Regions from separate parts of the Mus musculus genome. Here all the other regions are linked to region 2. The links are chromatin contacts, called in public promoter capture Hi-C maps. All regions are on one chromosome and are shown on one strand. The core of a region is the stretch at or near the end of the contact, and the rest is flanking DNA. Distances in the headings are between cores, read along the strand shown.

Region 1 (2,794 bases), core at 118-2,617, 2.4 Mb before region 2:
CATTTCTTCGCTACTGGTCACAAGCCCTAATTTTTCTGTCATGTTAGGCATTGGACAGTGATCCAGCAACATGGCCTGTCTTTGAATCGCTAAATACAGAATGCGGCACATGGTGAGAGCAGAGGTAAAACTGTAGTCCTGACCTGCGCAGTGCGATTTCTGTAGATGCTGGAGGGAGAAGTGCCAGCGATGAGCCCCTAAGGCGGATAACCACAAAGCTCCTGTATCCTAGACGAAAGGGGCACGTGCTTCCCACTCCCGCATCTGAGATCCAGAGGTGAGAAGGGGGACCAGAGTAGAGAGTCAGGAGTCTAACATCTGCTGGGAATGGGACCGTTGTCCTAAAATGTCACTGCAAGAATGGGGTGTGTTCGGAACAATTTAGCTAGAGAAAAATCAACGCTCTGAAAATCAACCTTGATGTTTTGCTACTGAGAGTCTTTAGTTTTTTCTTTTCTTTAGTTTGTGTTTTCTGTTATCTTTTAGTGGAGACTTTTAGAGACAGCACTTTACAATACCATCAATTCAACCTTTTTTTTTTTTTTTAAGTTTGTGGGACTGGAATGGCTTGAATCTACTTCATTTCCAGTTTAATTAATTATAACAGTGATTTGCAATTCTGTTTCTGACAGCCTGTTTTTGAAAAGGCTTCAGATTCTGTCTCAGAAGGGAAAATGTCACAAATTGAAAAAAGGCCTCATGGGCTGATATTAATGTTAGCCGGGGCACTTAGCTTGAATGCAACCGAGTAAGTGAATGGATCAATATGGCTTCTTGCTATAGTCAGCCTCCTTTATGTGTACTACACTTACTTCAGAAATGCAAGTAGTTTGTGTCAATCTGAGTTTAGTTAGGTTCTTGGTTTATTGTGAAAATTCTCCATAAAAGGGGAGAATTGGTGTATCAAATACCCTGGTCTCTGCAGCTAATTGTTTAACTGGGTAACTGAAACCCAAGCAAGGACCCCATCTCTTGATCCGCTTCCAAACGTGGGGCAAGCCAAGCCTGGGCTTTGACTTTCGTCCTGATTTTCTCTGCCAGTTCGTTAGGTTGACACAGGAAACTTTTGAATCCTTTGTCCTGTTATTTCTCTTGCTCCTTACCAAAGTTTGTAATTGAAAAGCAGAGCGTAGGAGACCGGGGTGTGTGTAAACAGCAAGAATTCTAAAGCAGGAAATCAGCCGGAGCTCTGTTTCTTCACAAAATCTCATTCTCGTATTTTCACCCAACTCTGATGTTCAGAGATACTTTCCCCATCATAATGAAGAGCCATCAGTCGAGATTTGAGAACAAGATCGTTGAAGATATAGACTCCGGACGCTTTCCTAAGACGTGGCTACCCTTTAGGGGAAATTTCTCTGAGTTTCAGGATGGGTGATAGAACGTCGTTTCATCTTTACAGCTGGGAAAGATAATAATGGCTCCACGTGCGAACCAGAGTGTCGGCACTACGGAGTTTGTCCTGGCAGGCTTCCCGAATCTCAACAGCACAGGAGCGGAAGTGTTCTCCGTGTTCCTTTTCGTTTACCTGTTGACTCTAACAGGCAACACGTTGATTGTTGTCTTGGTGGGGGCGGATCACCGCCTGCAGACACCCATGTATTTCTTCCTGGCTAACTTGTCCTGCCTCGAGATTCTGATCACTTCTGTCATCATTCCGAAGATGCTGAGCAATTTCCTCTCGAGACGGCACACCATTTCCTTTGCTGCCTGTATCACTCAGTTTTACTTTTACTTCTTTCTGGGGGCCTCTGAGTTCCTACTGTTGGCCGTCATGTCTGTGGATCGCTACCTGGCCATCTGCCGTCCTCTGCATTACCCCTTGCTAATGAATGGAGCCGTGTGCTTTCGGGTGGCCTTGGCCTGCTGGATGGGGGGACTCCTCCCTGTGCTTGGCCCCACAGTGGCTGTGGCCTTGCTTCCTTTCTGCAAACAGGGTGCTGTGGTTCAGCACTTCTTCTGTGACAGTGGACCCTTGCTTCACCTGGCATGTACCAACACCACGAGACTGGAGGAGGCTGACTTTGTCCTGGCCTTTCTTGTCATCATGTCCTCGCTCACCATTACTGGTGCGTCCTATGGCCACATAGTCCTGGCGGTCCTGCGCATCCCCTCTGCTTCCGGTCGGCAGAAGGCTTTCTCCACCTGTACTTCTCACTTGATGGTGGTAACCCTCTTCTATGGAAGTGCCATTTTCCTCTACGTAAGGCCATCCCAGAGCGGCTCTGTGGATACTAACTGGTCTGTAACCGTGATAACAACATTTGTGACCCCTCTGCTGAATCCTTTTATCTATGCCTTGCGCAACGATCAAGTCAAGGAAGCTTTGAAAGAGATGTTCAGGAAGGTAGTCGCCAAGCTGTTAGAACAGTCTTTACTTGGGGATAGTTTGAGAAAGAAGACAGCCAGTTGAAAGCGTGGGGACTCAGTCTCAGGTCCACACATCTCCATTGCCAGCTTTTCCTTCATCATGAGAGGAGCCAGGACGAGCTTCAAGGAGAACAAGCCTACATTTCTCTTTCAAGCAAAATGAATTAACTCTATATTATGCGTCGTAATAACAACTCACACTATTTTCAATATCTTATTTTATTAATTATGTGCCTATGTGGGGAATATGGGGTATGCCATGTGAGACTAGGAGTCAGACAGAGATTCTCTGGTAGGTAGACAGGGAGAGGGACCACAGCTAGGTAATAAAGGTGACCAACTTCCAACATTGCTGTCTTTTCTTACCCTCCTGATCTGTTACAAAAACTTGGCAGCTTAAAACAAAGGCCTGGAAGGCTTTTTT
Region 2 (3,075 bases), core at 212-2,711:
TTGGGAAAAAAAAAAAAAACCACAATCAAGCTATCTTAAGTCAGTTTCATAGGAAATGTTTTTGTTTTCTAAATGGGAGAAAAGTTAAACTCTGGATAAAGGAAATACAATGAATGGCTAGGAAGAATATTGGAGGCTCAAGAACTTACTGAAAATCAAGAGATGTTTCCATCCAAGGAGTCTTTTTCTCCCATCAAGCTTCTAAGGGTTTCTGTGAAGCAGCCCACCCTCTCCACCCCCCTTCTCCCAAAGCCAGTGGCTTTTGTCCTGACCTAGAATAGGGTTTGTGGAAACCGTACCTGAGCCGGGGTGTCTGCAATTTCCAAATTGACAAGAAGAGACTGGAAGATAAAATGCATGTTCTTACAGGTGAAGAGCAATTTTGCAACTTTTCCAGGCGACACAGGAGAAAGCTTGCCTGCTACCAACTGCTGGAGAGTCTGGGCAGAATTCCTCTAGAAAGAAAAAAAAGAAAAGTCTTTTTTCCCTTCCCTCCCTTGTCTTCATCTCTGGCTCTGGCTCTCTTTCTCCTCCTATGTGCGTGTGCGTGTGTCTCTCTCTCTTTCAGATCCAATCTTTTGAGAGCTGCAGCACACTGCTAAGCTAAAGGGAAATTCTCTTTGATAAAGCAGTGTTTCCAGCTTCTGGGTTTTAAAACCTAAATCTATATTCAAATCTGGCTGAAGGTGTGTTCTGGGATTTATGAAAAGCCTCTTAAAGGGGTAAATTTACCAAACCGTGACAAAATCATCACGATCTTACTTTAGACATCTGAAGTGGATGAGAATTTTAAAGAGACCCTTGTTTATTTAACACTGTCCGTTTCCAACTGGTGGTTTATTGGCCCTGTATTTCCGCGAAGTTATTAGACTAGAGGGCAAAGGAGAAGCGGGGGGCTGTGTGCTGCCAGCCGCTGAAGGGGAAAGCCCTCCCACGCTGTATCTAACAGAAATCCTCCACTGTCTATAGCACTCCGGACTTTTCTGGGAGGTTTGGTTGCTCTGGGTTGTCTCAGGATGACACCCCAAACCTTTACCCGGGCCTTGAGAGGTTCCTAATGTCTCCGGACCCTACTGTAGATGTATCGCTTTCTCTCCGGATTTTTTCATTTACTTTGAGTGACTCACAAGCCCTCGCTCTATTTCGTTACCGCACCCCACCTCTACTGCCCCCAAGGCCTTGCTCCCCTACATCCACAATGGCCTTTTTCTCTTTTCTTTTCTTTTCTTTTCTTTTCTTTTCTTTTCTTTTCTTTTCTTTTCTTTTCTTTTCTTTTCTTTCTCGCCCTTTGATGCTTTCAACATCATTATGATCAAACCGGGGAGAACTCTTTTCTCGGGGTGGGAAACAACCTCTTTTTCAAGAGATTCGCGTGGATTTGCCTTTCCATCATACAAAGCACGATGGCTCGGACCAAGAGCCAGGACCTGCTTCCCACAGCCCGGGCCACGCGGGACAACTGCCTGGGACATTTGTTTACCTCTCCTAAATGAAAGGCCTTAGGGACAGTCGCCAGGTGTTTCTGCACAGTGGGGGCGGGGTAACAAGGAAAGATCCGTACTCACCCTCCCCCCTAGCCTAGGCCCCACAAAGTCGTGGCTCTGGGGAACGCGACAGCCAGGAGTTTCCTTAGGACTGGAACAGCTACGAAGGAGCCAGGAAGAACTGGGCAAGCCCGGAGGAGCTCGAGGGTTCGCGGAGCCTCCAGGACCCCAAGGCTCTTAGGACACACCTGCAAGTCTGCAGCGGCAGCGGAGTGCCCAGCCTTAGGCCGGAGCCGAGCCCAGCCGGGCTGCCGAGAACTTGCAGCCTCGTGCGCACTCCCGTAATTCGCTAATTGCTGTAAATCCCAAGGACGGCCACATTTGATTACACATACAGTATAAGAACCGACAACAAAGCGACGAATTAATTACCAACTTCATTAACATAGGTCCCCAAATTAAAGGCAACGAGCTGTTTCTTTGGGCCCACTAGCAGTGGTGGCGGTGACTGAGGTAGTGAGGGAGGGGTGGGTTTTTTCGTTTTGTTTTGTTTTTCCTTCTGCATTGGGAGTTGTGAGGGGAAAGCTATCCTCCCCCCCCCTCCCCCTCCCAGCCTCCATTCACACACTCAGCAGTAGCGTTTGCCCCTCACCTCCCCCCGCCCCGTCCCCTAATATTCTGTCCAGCGTGTTTCTGCTTTTCTAGAAAACTCTGATTCTTGTTTAAAAAAAAAAAAAAAAAAAAACCAGTCTGGACCAGAAGAAGTTGAGTTGGTTGACCCTGCAGCATCCCAGCTCCCGAGTTTCGGCCTCTGAGTAGGGCGCCTCCATCCCTAGTAACTCCCAGGCCTGAAGTACCAGGCGTTTGTTCTTAAGCACAAACTGTTTCTACTGGGGGCTTTTTGTCACCTCATACTCAGCTGGAGAGATTTGAGGTATCCCCTCCCTTGGCCGGAAATCTGCCTTGGCGGTAGATTTGGGAGCTCACGTTTTCTTTTGTATCTTGCTCTATGCTTATCAAATTGAAAAAACATGCCTGGAAAGCCAGAACTCCAGAGACCAAGGGTTATTCTAAGGGGTAAAAGAACAGCCAGTGAGGACGCTGGAGTTTTCAGACAGTCCATAGCTGCGTGACTCTCTGCCTACACTGCATGTTCACAGCTCAGTTCCACTCTTGTTCATCTTCACCCATTTTTCCCTCAGCGCCGTCTGGTCCTCTTCAAGAGAACATAGCCCTGTTTTTAAGCCTGTGCCTGGGTTTGAGTTCTGCCTCTGACCCACACATTCTTTGCTAGCGTTGGAAATCGAAAACGGGGTACTACCCCCTCCCTCCTTCCCCTAGCTTTGACTTAAATATTTTCCTGCTTTATGTTGTTTGGTATCCTTTCTCTAAAATAAAAACAAAAAAGAAAAGGAGGATAAGAAGGAGTATAAAGGAAGAAGAAAAGACCGAAGAGGGAGGCCTTCCTGTCCATCATTTTAATTATACAATTAGTTCACATGCTTGGGCCCATAATGTATATTTTAAGCGTAGCCCAGTGTTTTAAAGAACGTTCTGGTAGTGTCGGAGGCCTGGATTTGTTGCCTGCTCT
Region 3 (2,732 bases), core at 47-2,546, 2.2 Mb before region 2:
GAAGGGGCAAAGAGTTCAGACCAAAGATCTAGCCAGGTTGTAGTCACCAGCATTTGATGACAGTCACCAGAAAATTGACGGGCAACTTGTTTCTTTTTTTTTAATATTCATTTATTTTATTTATATGAGTACACTGTAGCTGTCTTCAGACACACCAGAAGAGGGCATCAGATCCTATTACAGATGGTTGTAAGCCACCATGTGATTGCTGGGAATTGAACTCAGGACCTCTGGAAGAGCAGCCAGTGCTCTTAACCACTGAGCCATCTCTCCAGCCCCGGCAACTGGTTTCTATAACCCAGGCTCTAGGCCCTACATGGCTACTGACCCTGTCCTTACTAAGGCAGACTTCAGTCTCAGGGTGGAGTATGAAGAAAACATCAGTTGGTATCCAGCAGGCAGCTCTGAGTGCTGGCAGTGTGACTTGGGAGAAGAGAGTTCAGAGCTTCCATTGGTGGACACCCTGATGAAGCCATCCTTGAGAAGCATTGGTCCAACTGGACCTGCAGCCTCACTTCTGTTCCCTTCTATGGTTTAGAGGCATGTCTAACAACATGATATAAGCTTCCTCTTTCTGAAGAATCTGAAGAGGAAATCCACTAGTGAGTTCAAATTCTCTTAGAGCATGGCCAGGAGGCCGGGGGGTGGGGGGCGGTTAGGGAAGGACAAGAGCCATTAGAGTTTAACTTTCTGGCAGTCCTAGTGGTACCTGCATATAATCCCTTCACAGGAGATTTCCACCAGAGTTCAGGACTTAAGGGAAGTGGAGGCCACATAGAAGACATTACCTGTTAAAACCAGTTCCTAAAAATACACATCTCTGATTTACACCTTCAGTTTGGTTATCACTGCTGTGTAAAGTGTTAGGCTTTTGGTCCACCCTCTGGGGTTATGAAGGAACAGCAAAGTCAGGCAGATGTTAAGAGATATTTCCCCCCCAAATCCCACAGCTATGATGGAGGAAGATGAGTCAAATGTTAATTGTTTATAGTCTAGACTTTCCAGACTCCCTCACTAGCCTCCTGTCACCTCCAGCCACCAACTGGGAAAACAGTCAGTCCTTCTGGCCTGGCTCACTCTACCCAACGTTTGCGTTCCCTTTGCTTTGCAATTTTCCCCACTCAACACACTCTTGTGACCTACAGGTTTGGAAGGAGGGAAAGGGGAAGTCATCCCAGGACTTGGCCCAGTGCATTGAGTGTCAGCTTCCAGCACTGAGAGATGAGGGTTTAGCCCTCAGGCTAGCTATAATTAGCCAAGTGCGGGCACTGCTAGGATCCGTACACAGCAGTCCTAAGCAGACTGGGAACTCAAGAGAGGGCAAGCAGAAGCCCGGTGTCTCCTGCCTGGGATTAAAAGAAAACGAGTGGAAAGCGGGGCTTTGTCCTGAGCCAGATGGCTACAGGCGTTTGTGGTTCTGTTGCACTTGGTGAACCCTATGGTTAGTTAGCGCCATATAGCCCAAAGTTAGTGTGTCACCGGACGGAGTGAGGGACTGACAGCTGAATTGAAGACAGTTCTGTTTTCCTGAGTGCTGCTCAGGTATACTTCTCTCATGCCTGGGCACCTGCGGCAACCTCACAAGCGTCTGGAAGATGGCAAGCCTTTCCTCAGACTTGGAGCATGTCTCCCTTCCTATCGAGAAGGACAGTCTTGAACTACCTGTGCCTGCCGGAAGAACCTTCTCCCGGTCTCCCTCTTCCGATGAGGATCCCGGCTTGTTTTCCTTTTCTCTGGCAGAGCCTGACCCACCTAGCCCCTTCGTTTCAGGAAACCTTCCCTTTCTAGCTTCATCTCCGGAGAAAGGGAAGAAGCAGGATGACAGCGACGACTCAGCGGAGCCTGAGATGCTGTGCAGCGTGGAGCACCCCTGCCAGTTCTTCGCTGAAGCGCAGAGACTGCGGGAGCAGAAGCTGCTGCTGGATGAAGAGGTGTCTGTGGGGGGACAGGTATATGGGGTGCATCGGGTGATCTTGGCTGCAATTAGCAGCCTCTTCCGAGGCAGGCTGCTGAGCGGTGGGGGTCAGCAGCCCAGTTTCAGCCTTGATGTGACCCCGAGGGGCTGGGAGGCTGCGCTGACCTTTGCCTACGAGGGGGTGCTGGGCCCCGCCTCACAGGACGAAGTGCTGGCTGCTGCAGAGGCGCTGGGAGCACCCCGGGTGAAGAAGGCGGCCCAGCTGAAGCCAGAAGGACTTGGTAAAGCCAGGGGAAATGAAAAGAAGCTCAGCCAGGCAGAGGAGCTGAGGGAGAATCTGCACAGCATTGAGCGTCTGTATCGAGAGGGCATCGGGTGCGACTTGGAGCTGGAGGCAGAGGGCTACCGCCTGCGGGGTGAGAGTCTGTGAGACAACTGCCAAAAATGCATGTTTTGCTTGTTTTGCGGTGGTAGGGATGGAACCTAAGGCCTTAATTCCACTCTACCATGGATCCACACCCCCTAGCCTTGCGAAATAGTTTTGTATTATTGCTTCAGCAAGAATGTCCTTTTTGGTGCTTCTCCAGAGCCACCAAGAAATGCACATGCGCAGTTGAATTGTTTTCCTAGACACCCGGACAGATTTGAACTGATAGATAGTTCAGGCAGTTTCCCCCCCCCCCCCCCCTCCCTGGTAGCTAGAATTTCCAGCCAGATGGCTAGGGCTTAGAGTACAGTCCATGGCAGCAAAACAGGGAGAAAGAGACTGACTCAAACAAATTAGCTAGAGCCTTTTGGCATCTACTCAGCACACAGC

Evidence for each region. Promoter capture Hi-C pulls out the DNA fragments that hold promoters and counts their contacts.
Region 1: a contact with region 2 is called in a promoter capture Hi-C map of hippocampal neurons, with 2.7 times the contacts expected there. The contact joins the promoter of Olfr750 here to the promoter of Otx2os1 in region 2. A contact is called at or near these places in 2 of 39 promoter capture datasets (embryonic stem cells and hippocampal neurons) and 2 of 115 datasets of contacts at active chromatin or transcription factors (astrocytes and embryonic stem cells).
Region 3: a promoter capture Hi-C map of stem cell-derived epiblast-like cells shows a contact between it and region 2, with 3 times the contacts expected there. The contact joins the promoter of Klhl33 here to the promoter of Otx2os1 in region 2. A contact is called at or near these places in 3 of 39 promoter capture datasets (liver and stem cell-derived epiblast-like cells).

What each region holds. Positions count from the first base shown.
Region 1 is chr14:51,070,015-51,072,808 of GRCm38.p6, reverse strand. It overlaps Olfr750 (olfactory receptor 750), which reads left to right and starts at 1,367. Exons shown (of 1, transcript NM_207558.2): 1 at 1,367-2,498. The coding sequence starts at 1,418. The coding sequence ends at 2,413.
Region 2 is chr14:48,667,674-48,670,748 of GRCm38.p6, reverse strand. It overlaps Otx2os1 (orthodenticle homeobox 2 opposite strand 1), which reads right to left and starts at 1,461. Exons shown (of 5, transcript NR_029384.1): 1 at 1,353-1,461; 2 at 300-455.
Region 3 is chr14:50,896,047-50,898,778 of GRCm38.p6, reverse strand. It overlaps Klhl33 (kelch-like 33), which reads left to right and starts at 1,296. Exons shown (of 4, transcript NM_001370764.1): 1 at 1,296-2,331. The coding sequence starts at 1,596.